2 separate regions of the Triticum aestivum genome follow, and region 1 is linked to region 2. Evidence: chromatin contacts called from public Hi-C data. All regions are on one chromosome and are shown on one strand. Each heading gives the region's core, a stretch centred on a gene start, on an enhancer-like site or on the middle of the called end of the contact. The rest is flanking DNA. Distances are from core to core; before and after follow the strand shown. Region 1 holds the start of LOC123165011. Region 2 holds the start of LOC123167370.

Region 1 (4,864 bases), core at 2,126-4,625, 140 kb before region 2:
CTGAATTATGCTAGTTGATGCTCTGTTTATACTCTGTTGTGCTTATGATGTGTGCTGCCGAAGTGTGGTGATAACCTCACCAACTAGCCAAAGAGGTTACCACACATCAGGCGTTGCATACAACCAAACACCATGCATTGGATTTGTCCACTAACATGCAGGCAACCAAACATGTGTGATTCTGTCCATGCAGGCAAGAGGTCATGCATGCAACCAAACAACATGCAGATGGTACATTTGAAGCTGCATTTGCATAGCCAGGTTGGGTGAAGAAGTGTATGCAATGCGGGCACTGTAGCGCACGGCAACCAAACACGCCCTAATACTTCCGAAGTCTTGGCATCAATTCTGAACAGCAATGATATCAGGTAAGAGAAGCTGTTGTTCAAACTCTGCTAAGCCATCATCAATCATACATCTGCTCGATCGCTCCAAAGTTCAGGAGCAAAACTAACAATACCAATACTCCAAAATTGAGCAGGTACCCCATTGCAGAGACTATTTTACTGAGTCAAGGAATGTATCAAAAGTCACAAGAATCAACTAACAAAGTGCCGTCCTTCGATTTCTCAAAACATTCTTGCATAACTGAACTGTAAAGAGTTACTAAGTCCTACTAGCATCCTTCTAGCATCAACTGTGAACAGAAAACATATCAAAGTCAGAGAATCTGTTGTTTAGACTCGGAAAAGCCATCAGCAAAACTCAAGTCAGAATGCAGATGCTACAGAATTCAGGATGTACACCGTTTCAGGAAAGTTATCATCACTCAACTAACAAAGTGGACACAATCAACAAGCACCATGCTCGTTCAGAAACTATACCAAGGGTCCAAAGCGAAAGGCACCACTAGCCAAGAAGTTTATCAGGGATCAACCAACAAGGTGGGAGCTGTGATTTGGTTCAGAAAATGAAAATAGATCTACTCAAACAACGGCCATGGTGATATGGGATGCATGAATGCTTAGGGGATTTGATCGTCATATTATTAGCTAGGGAACCATCTGTATCATAGATTCATAGATAAGCAGAAGAGACTGAAACACCATAGGTTTCAGGAAAAGCTGAAACACCATGAAAAGCCCCTAATGCACAAGGAAGTACTCCAGCAAGGGTTATATTACATGCTATGGTGATCAACCGGAGACAGATCCCAAGGAAGCTGCAACTAGTCAAAGTTATCGATTCTACACAGCGAACATATAAAGTAAAGAGACTTTGATGAATAAACTTAAGAGAAGCCATAATCATATATGCGCTCCCAAATTAGAGCACAACTCATAAAACAGATACAGCCCTGTTTGAGAGACACCTTAATAATATAGAAGTCAAGGAATGTATAAGCAATCAACTAACAAAGTGGACACAGCAGGTGCTCGTTCAGAAACACATGGAAATGATGCACAATCAGAAAAAAAAAAACAAATACCGGCAACCAACTAACAAAGTGGAAGCAGCTAATGAAAATTAAGCAGAACCAGAGCAGGCAATCAACAGAACGAAATTGGAAGACTTGCTGCACACACTAGGGACTTTCATCACAAAACAAGTCATGTCATTATTAGCTACGAACCATCTGTATCACAGATAAGCAGAAGAGGCTGCTGACATGCCATAGGTTTCAGCGACGTACTGCGACGATGCACAATGCTCAACACAACTGAAGGTAGTCTGTTACAACCACAGAGAGTGAAGCGCGACACAGATAGGTAGATAGATAGATTATCATTTTCTGGGTATTACGAATGGGTGGGCAGACTCATTTCTTCCCACTCTTCTTGAGACCGGATCCTCCCAGCGCACCCTTCTGGCCTGCCTTGGCCTTCAGCTCCTTCAGGGCCTGGTCGACAAGAAGATAATATGGTTCAGGTCAGTAACAAGGGTCATCATAGGACAAGCAGTGTAGAAGGAAATACTGGATAGCTGCTAGTGGTCTCACCTTTTGCTCATCTTTCTTCTTCTGGAGGTATGCCAGGTCATTCTGCAACACAGAGGAAACCAAAACAGATCAGTACAGGTAAGTGTAACTGGTCACTGAAGTAGCTCATGTCAGGCTTCGATCTGTCATGGACTGGTTTTTCAAGCAAAGCAGGGTCCTATTACAAGGATGGTAAAAATAAATAAATCAGATCACCTTCCTCTTTCTCACAACATCACAACACATGGGCATAATTGCCACTGTCAAGCTTATGTATTATAAGAGGATGTTAGTGTGGCTGGAGGCCAATTAGGATGACCGAGATTGAGAGTTACAAATATTTAAACAAACAAAAAATACAGGCTTAAGCAACTAAAATAAATACACCACTCCCTTCAGAACAAGATGAACAAATACAATACAGTTGAGTTTTAAGGTGGACTAACTGCACAGTGCGCACTTGTCAGCGCCTAGCAAACAGATTACAGGAATGGCATAAAGAAAGGAACATGCCAATGCACTCCAGGTTTTGCAGCAAGTTCTACTTCAAATATTCACCTTAGATAATCCATGACCGATTAATGTGTTAGATGATACAAACAAGAACAGAAGGCAACTTTGCTTATATAGAAATGTTAGCAAATGCAAAGTCCCAAGTCTAACCAAGCAACAGACACCGACGCATAACACTGCTCACTCGCTTGCACACACTACCGCCCGAAAATTTAGATCATCACAAATTTAGCATTAAGGTGACACTCTCATCCAGCATAATAGCATAATTCGTAGCAATTCGACAAATTCCCCTTCCCGTTAAGTAAAGCGAATCGCTTGCATTCACCCAAGACCAAACATTCACGAGCCCTTAATTTTGACAAGATTCCAGTGCAGCGCAACAGGCGCATAAGCATAGCAACCGGCCAGATTCATATCCCCCCATCGAATCATCCGCAATTACCAACCAAGCACGGACCGATCTACACCAGATCAACCTAAACATCTCCAAACCTAGAATTACAGGGGCAGATCGACGAATCGGGAGCGCCAGCAAAGGGAGAACGACAACATACCTCGTCGTAGTCCTTCTCGGCGACCTTGGCCTGCTTGAGCGGCTTGGCCTTCCCTCCTGCAAAACAGCCCCGAAACCGGAAGAGACGTCAGAACCCCGGGGGACCAAATCGGTCGGCGACAAACGACGGCGGGATCGATCTCGCGTTGATCGGTGGGGAGCGAGCAGACATACCTTGCTTCGACATGGCGGACGGGGCCGGCGGTGAGGCGGGAGGGCGGGGGCGAGAAACCCTAGCTGGAGCCGCGACGACGGGGGAAGGACGGAAGGTGGGGAAAGGCGTGAGGAAATGGGCGTGGAGGGTAAGAGAAAAGGGATATATAGAGGGGTTGGTGGGAAATGGAATCTCGCCTTGTGGTCGGGAGAGCATGGGCCGGGCCTCCGTTGGCTCACGGGCACAGGGGGTTGCAATGCATCGCTTATAGAAATTTCACAAAAATTTGCCTAAAAAAATGTATCACTTATAGAACCCTTAAAAAATGGAAACGATAACGCCCAAATGTCCTGTTTTTTAAACTGTCGGACCGAATGACGTCTGGACAGTTGATTGCAGACACGAATCTTAAAGCAAAGGAAATCAGCCATGTCAACGTTCTCTTAGTTCGGGAAAACACCGTGTCGTGCCAAACGTCTTCCTCCTCGCCAAAGCCGCACCTTATCATCTCCTTCCACACTGCCCCTTCACTCTCTCCCATTCCACTCTGCATAGTCTCTAGACCCGCCGCCGTGCAACACAACCGCGACCACTCCCGGCGACGCGCTCTCGCACCACCCCTACGAGGCGGCCCACTCCACCCCGACAACGCAGCCTGGTCCATTCCTACGTTGACAGCAAAATCGACGGCGGCGCCGAGGCCGGTGAGGCTCAAGAAGCGATGTGCGGGGGCGCGACGGTTGCTAGTCCTCGTTGCGGCGCGCGGCCAATCGGCCAGAGGGGCTCGTGCTCGGCGGGCTCGGGGTGGCCGATGCAAGGGGCTCGCAGAGGCGCATGGTGGCCATGGTGAGCCTGCTGCTAGCTGTGGCTGGCGGCAGCCAGATGCTCCTATGGTGGTGAACGCCCGCTCGCCCCCTGGTCGACCTCCTGCGCCTACGCACCCCCATATCTTTCGGTCGACGCCTTCTGTTGGGGGAGAAGATGGCCGAAGTGGCCGCCACGGCGTGCACGTGTCGCCTGCTCCTACACAACCACTGAGACGTCTCCAACGTATCTATAATATTTGATTGTTTCTTGCTATTATATTATCAATCTTGTATGCTTTAGAGCATCTTCAACAGCCGTGCAACGCACGGCGCTAAAAACCGTTTACAGTGTCGGAATCGCCAGTTTTTGCGCACCGCGGAGCGCTGGCTCCAGCGGTCGCTGCAAACAATTGCGCGCGCGCGCCGCTCCAGCAGACGCGCTAAACTACAGCGCGCGCGAGCAGCCGGCGCTTGCAATATGTTCATTTTGGAGACCATATGGTGATATTTCAAACATCAAAATAAGACATAGCATAGTTTAAAATCACTCAAACAAGTTCAAAATCATGCCACATCACATCATCATCCAACCAAGTTCAAAACCATCCAACCAAGTTCATGACATAAAAGTTTACACAAACACATGGCACAACAATCATGCCTCATCCTCATCTTCGTCCTCCTCTTCCTCCGATTCTTCATCCTCATCCGAAGACGATTCTTCGTCCTCCTCTTCATTGTGTCGCGCCACATCATCATTGGGAGCTCGGAAGGTGTTGGCAAGATCTCCAACGGCATCATGCGAAGGTATGTGGGGCACACCGGAAGACATGCGTCTGCCCATGTCACCCGGAGGTGCTCCCATGCCTCCCATGAGAGACGCAAAACTCATGTCTCCCATGGTAGCTCCGAAGTCA
Region 2 (4,984 bases), core at 2,065-4,564:
CTCTTCATTAATACTTCAGCTGCACCCAACTGTTCTTGTTCCTCCTCTTAACTGGCTAAAAACTGTACTCAACCACATCAGTGATGCGCCATCACCTGTACCAACACTTTTACACTCTCCTTCGTCCTTTCGTCACTCGAGAGAACCTGTACCCTGTCCAACAACGCACCGCCCTTGACATGCAGAGCCACAGCATGCTGGGATGCTCACAATATTGGTCCAAGCGTGACGAAACACGCGCGGAGAGTGCCAACGCTACAATTAGGTGCATTTTACAACTGGTATATACATGTAACAATAAGTAAATTACCAAAGAACGATAGTCAAACTACCAGATCATAAATGTATTTGTCCAAATCCGGTGATACCCATCAGTTCAAGAAAGATACATGGGTGTTTAATGCGCTCTGAGGGCAAATGATTAAATATAAAACTCAATTAGAAGCAGTCGCAATGGTACATTGTTCCTGGAGTGAGGCATACCGTGCCCCTAAAATATTGATGTTAAGAAGGCAATTAAAATTATTCTCCGAGCAAATGTTATTTTGCATATTCTTTCCGAATAGTACATCAAGGCAATGTTATTGTGCATGTCAAGGCAAGGTACATCTAGGAGCAGTGTTATTGTGCAAGTGAAAGCAGAGCATTACAACTTAGAAAATGCATGCCAGAGAATCTTCCTTTTCGAAAGTACCCAACTTTCCTTTTCAAGTGTGTAGAATTTTCCATCAAATATTTTGAAATTTCCCACAATATTCATGGTCAGAGAACTGGATTGTTTTATATCTCTCATAAGCAGACTACTTTAATTTAAAGAAGCAACTATTGTAGACCTATATAATTAATTTTAATGAAGTGTAAAAAAATACACTGCAAGAAACATGACTTAGGGGTTTAGGTGTCATCTAAATAAAATTAATAAATTATTAGCATTGAGGGTATTCCAGTTCGGAAGAGCACAACAAATAAATCTATTGGCTGCGATAATAGTCAGTGTCTTTACTCATTTTCCATTCAAAGTCGTCTCTTTAAGCAGTCAAATATATGATGATGTTCTGCTAAAGAAGTGTATGGAAAGCAAGAGTTAGATAGCTGAATACGGTATATCAATTGAAGAGCATAAAAGGGAAAGATCAATTCTAGCAATCCATGATACATAACACAAGTATTAGCACCTTTGAGTAACCAAAGTTGCAAATTTTCACTGGGATGTTCGACTCTCATCATGTTTAAGATCATGGTGACAGATTTCCTGCATTTCTAGCATCAGTTAATGAGGGGGGAAATCTGCATTGGTTTCCTTTGATAATTTTCCAAAGCAAAGTGTACCATGAAATGGCAGTAGCAGACCTCCGAAAGTAGTTGCTGAAAGAAGTACCTTGCTTGTTGACAAGAGAAAGCATACAAGTTATATGGTTACATCATTAGAGAATAAATAGAAGCATCTCCGATTAAATTTATTCTTCTTTACGAAAAATGTTAGTGTTGTACATCAGGCTGCAAAGCAATTCTCAACATTCAATTCAACTGGAATCACCAATAACATCGAAACAGAGGTATTTGAACTGACAATGAGCTCGAATATATAAATTTGGAAGTCGTACATGTTACGAAAATTAATTTTGTTACATATACTTCTTTTTATCTGATTCCTCTTATTGGAAGGTAACATTCTACAAATTTAGCATGTGCAGGTGCAGGTGCAGTTAGTGGAAAACATAAAAATCAATCTAGTTCAGCTTCAAAATATTGATGTGAACTATATGATTCAGAAATTAGAACACATGACATGTTCTCTAATCAGTTTATGCCTTTAAATCATTTGTCAAGCAACAACCATACCAATTGTCATGCGGAGAAAAATCTGATTCATAATGCTTATCATTCTGTAATGTTGGCAGTCCAGGAACACAACATGAAACATTACAGGTGCATTACTCATGCAGAAATCAAGGCTATCCCTCGCCGTGTTGTAAGCTTCACCTAAAGTTTACATTGGTGCACGTCGGCCTTATACAACGCAGCAGCTCTCACAGACAAACGCAGCAGCTATCATTAGTACACAAGTACACACGAACGAAATGATATTAACAACTTCATTCACACCCAATCTGCAGTTCCTCAGGTTGACTTATCAAATCAAATTAATAAGTAGGCACACCCACCAACAAACTACTAAAGATCCAACCTTTGATGTAGAAGTCGTGGTAACTCATCTTCTAGTTGTTCTAGGGAGTTGGATGAACACCATGAGCCGCAGAAACTTGGCGAGAACCCACCCATCTCTTTTCCGACCTTCGCCGGCGCCGCAACCGCGTGCCTGATGCTCCTTCCGCTGCGTTCCTCTATTCCGTTGACACTGCCAGAACCACAAGAATTTGAATCAGAAATTGACAGAAATTTTCTCCAAAATAGAGCGCCAACAAACCATTAAAAATCCTATGAATTCCATTCCTACAAATCAATCGACCCGCAGAGCGCTAAGCCACCTTAATTAGTAGCATCTTCGTGGGTGAAGACGATGAGGAGCGGCGGGTGGCGGCCGTGTTGTCTGTTCGGCGGCCACATACCTGGGGTAGCAAAGGAGGAGCAGCGGGGCGGCGGCCTGCTCTCGCATCCGTTGGAGGAGGAGCGGCGGGGGTAGCGGCCTGCTCTTAAGTTCGTTAGAAAGGGACCGGCGGGGGCGTTGGCCTGCGCTCGCGTCCGTGGGAAGAGGATCAGCGGCCTACATGGGGAAGCAGAGGAGCAGCGGCAGGGGCGGCGTCCTGCAATTGCCTCCGTCGGAGGAGCGGCGAGGACGGCAGCCTGCTCTCGCGTACGGTAGAAGTGGATCGGCCGGGGCGGCGACCTGCTCTCAGATGCGCCGGATGAGGGTTGGTTGTCTTCGCGTTTTCCGCGGCCCTCGCGTCCCTCATCAGGAAGCCAGGACGTGTTTGTTTCCTTTTATGATTCCACCTTTTTTCCTACTTGTGCGGGTGTGGGAGGACATCGATTCGGCAAAGTAATCGTCCGCCAGGGAAAATTGATAAACGCACTCTTGGCTGATGGTTAGTGTAATCTGAACGGTTAGACGAAATTAAATGACTTTGAACGTGAGGCTGTAATTGGTCGGGGTTGTTGTGTGTAGATTAGGCTGAGTGCGTTTAGCGATGAATATGTTTGCTTGTTTAATAGTAGTATAGATTTTCAAAAAATGAGAAGTGGCCGTTTCTCTGGGCTGTGGGCCAGGTCAGGTTGGGCCCGGGCTCGTTTTGAGGTGGGGCTTTGTAAGGTCCGGTCCTGTGAATGCCGGGTTACACTGGACTACGTCGAGGTTGGAGTGGCCCACCTGTCAGCTCACTTCATCGTCTCGTCTCCAACCCTTCCCCTCTCCTCTCCTTCCCACCCCCCGACCAACAATGGCCGCCGACGAAGCCGCTCCATCCCCGCACCCGAATCCCACCCCGGAAGCCGTCGCGCCACCACGGACGACCCGGCCACGGCTGTACTGCTTGCCACCTCCTCGTACCCCCCGTCGCGGTGTCGGCGGAGGCCTCCTGCTCCTGCCCTCGGGCCAGCCCTGCCTGCTGCCTTCCCCTAGCCGCCGCCCACAACCAAGAAGTCGGCGTGCGCGCGAGGCAAAAGCCCACCTTGATGAGGTGGCATCCGGGAAAGATTCAGTTCAGATCCAGTTGGATGGTTCCCTGCTCTTCTGCTCTGTTAATCTTTAGTTTTACTCAAAAGAAAAGCAAAAGAGGCTGCTTGTGCTTTGCGGCCGTGCTTTGCTCGCTCCACCGACGGGAATGGCATATGCTTTGCTTCTCTGCGCCGGTTGCGGTGGGAATGAGATGCTTTACCCAGCTCTAGCTGCCAGCGGCGGCAAGTATCTCCCAACCCCTCCAGCCTCCAGATCTCCCCCGGCGTTTCAGCAGCAGTCATATGCCCTCCAAACACCGTCGCCTCTGCCGCGGTCGCCATCTGCTGTCATTTCTCGCCGCCGACCACCGTGCATCCCATCCATCCCAAAGGTTTGTGGCCCAGTTCAAGTTTAATTTGTCTCACCTAGCTAGTTAAGCTTCATGTTTACTTTCTCTTCAGAGGCAATGTTCATGTTTTATTTCATTGTCTCCGGCTCCTACTTAAATTAAATTTCACCTTAATTGTGTTCAATTCTTATCACAGCAAAAATCCAGCAAGTTAAACAATGGTGATGGTGCTGGATGCGTTTGCATCCTACCTGGGGGACTACCTCAAGCAGGTGGTAGAAGATGAGCTCGGAACGAGGCTGGGCGTGTCGGGCGAGATCAACAAGATGGGCGGCAAGCTCCAGGACCTCAAGAACTTCCTCGCCGACGCTGATAGGAGGAACATCACGGACGAGACTGTGCAAGCCTGGGTGGGCCAGCTCAAGCGTGCCATGTATGAAGCTGCTGACATCCTCGACCTCTGCCAGCTCAAGGCCATGGAGCGTGGACCATCCACCGCAATTCCAGGGTTTTTCAATCCCCTGCTTTTCTGCATGCGGAATCCCTTCCATGCTCATGAAATCGGCACCCGCATCAAAGCGCTCAACAAGAGCCTTGACTCCATCAAGGAGCGGAGTGCTGCTTTCAACTTTATCAACCTCGGATCCTACGAGGATCATAGCAGCAACATCCACGCCTCTGGTCGTGGCAATCCTAGCCACGAGACATCAGGGGACCTTGACCGGTCCTGGTCAGGTCTGGTTGGGGACCAGATCAAAGAAGACACAAGAGCACTGGTGTCCCAGATCATGCGCCCAAGAAATGAGGTCAACACCAACATCACAGTGTTCGCCATCGTAGGTGTTGGTGGGATTGGCAAGACCACCCTTGCCCAGCAGGTCTTCCATGACGAGGTCATCCAATCTGAGTTCAGCAAAAGGATATGGTTGAGCATCAACCAAAACTTCAGTGAGATTGAGCTGTTGACAAGAGCCATCAGTGCAGCCGGAGGAAACCACCTGCCGGCTGGAAATGCAAAG

Evidence for each region. Hi-C and Micro-C count contacts between places; a contact is called where the count stands out from the background.
Region 1: a Hi-C map of leaf shows a contact between it and region 2, with 4 times the contacts expected there. The contact joins the promoter of LOC123165011 here to the promoter of LOC123167370 in region 2. A contact is called at or near these places in 3 of 5 Hi-C or Micro-C datasets (all in leaf).

What each region holds. Positions count from the first base shown.
Region 1 is chr7D:556,781,219-556,786,082 of IWGSC CS RefSeq v2.1, reverse strand. LOC123165011 reads right to left here and starts at 3,375. Exons shown (of 4, transcript XM_044582639.1): 1 at 3,162-3,375; 2 at 2,989-3,044; 3 at 1,940-1,981; 4 at 1,534-1,840. The coding sequence starts at 3,357. The coding sequence ends at 1,760.
Region 2 is chr7D:556,644,747-556,649,730 of IWGSC CS RefSeq v2.1, reverse strand. It overlaps LOC123167370, which reads left to right and starts at 3,314. Exons shown (of 9, transcript XM_044585214.1): 1 at 3,314-4,007; 2 at 4,162-4,984. The coding sequence starts at 4,184.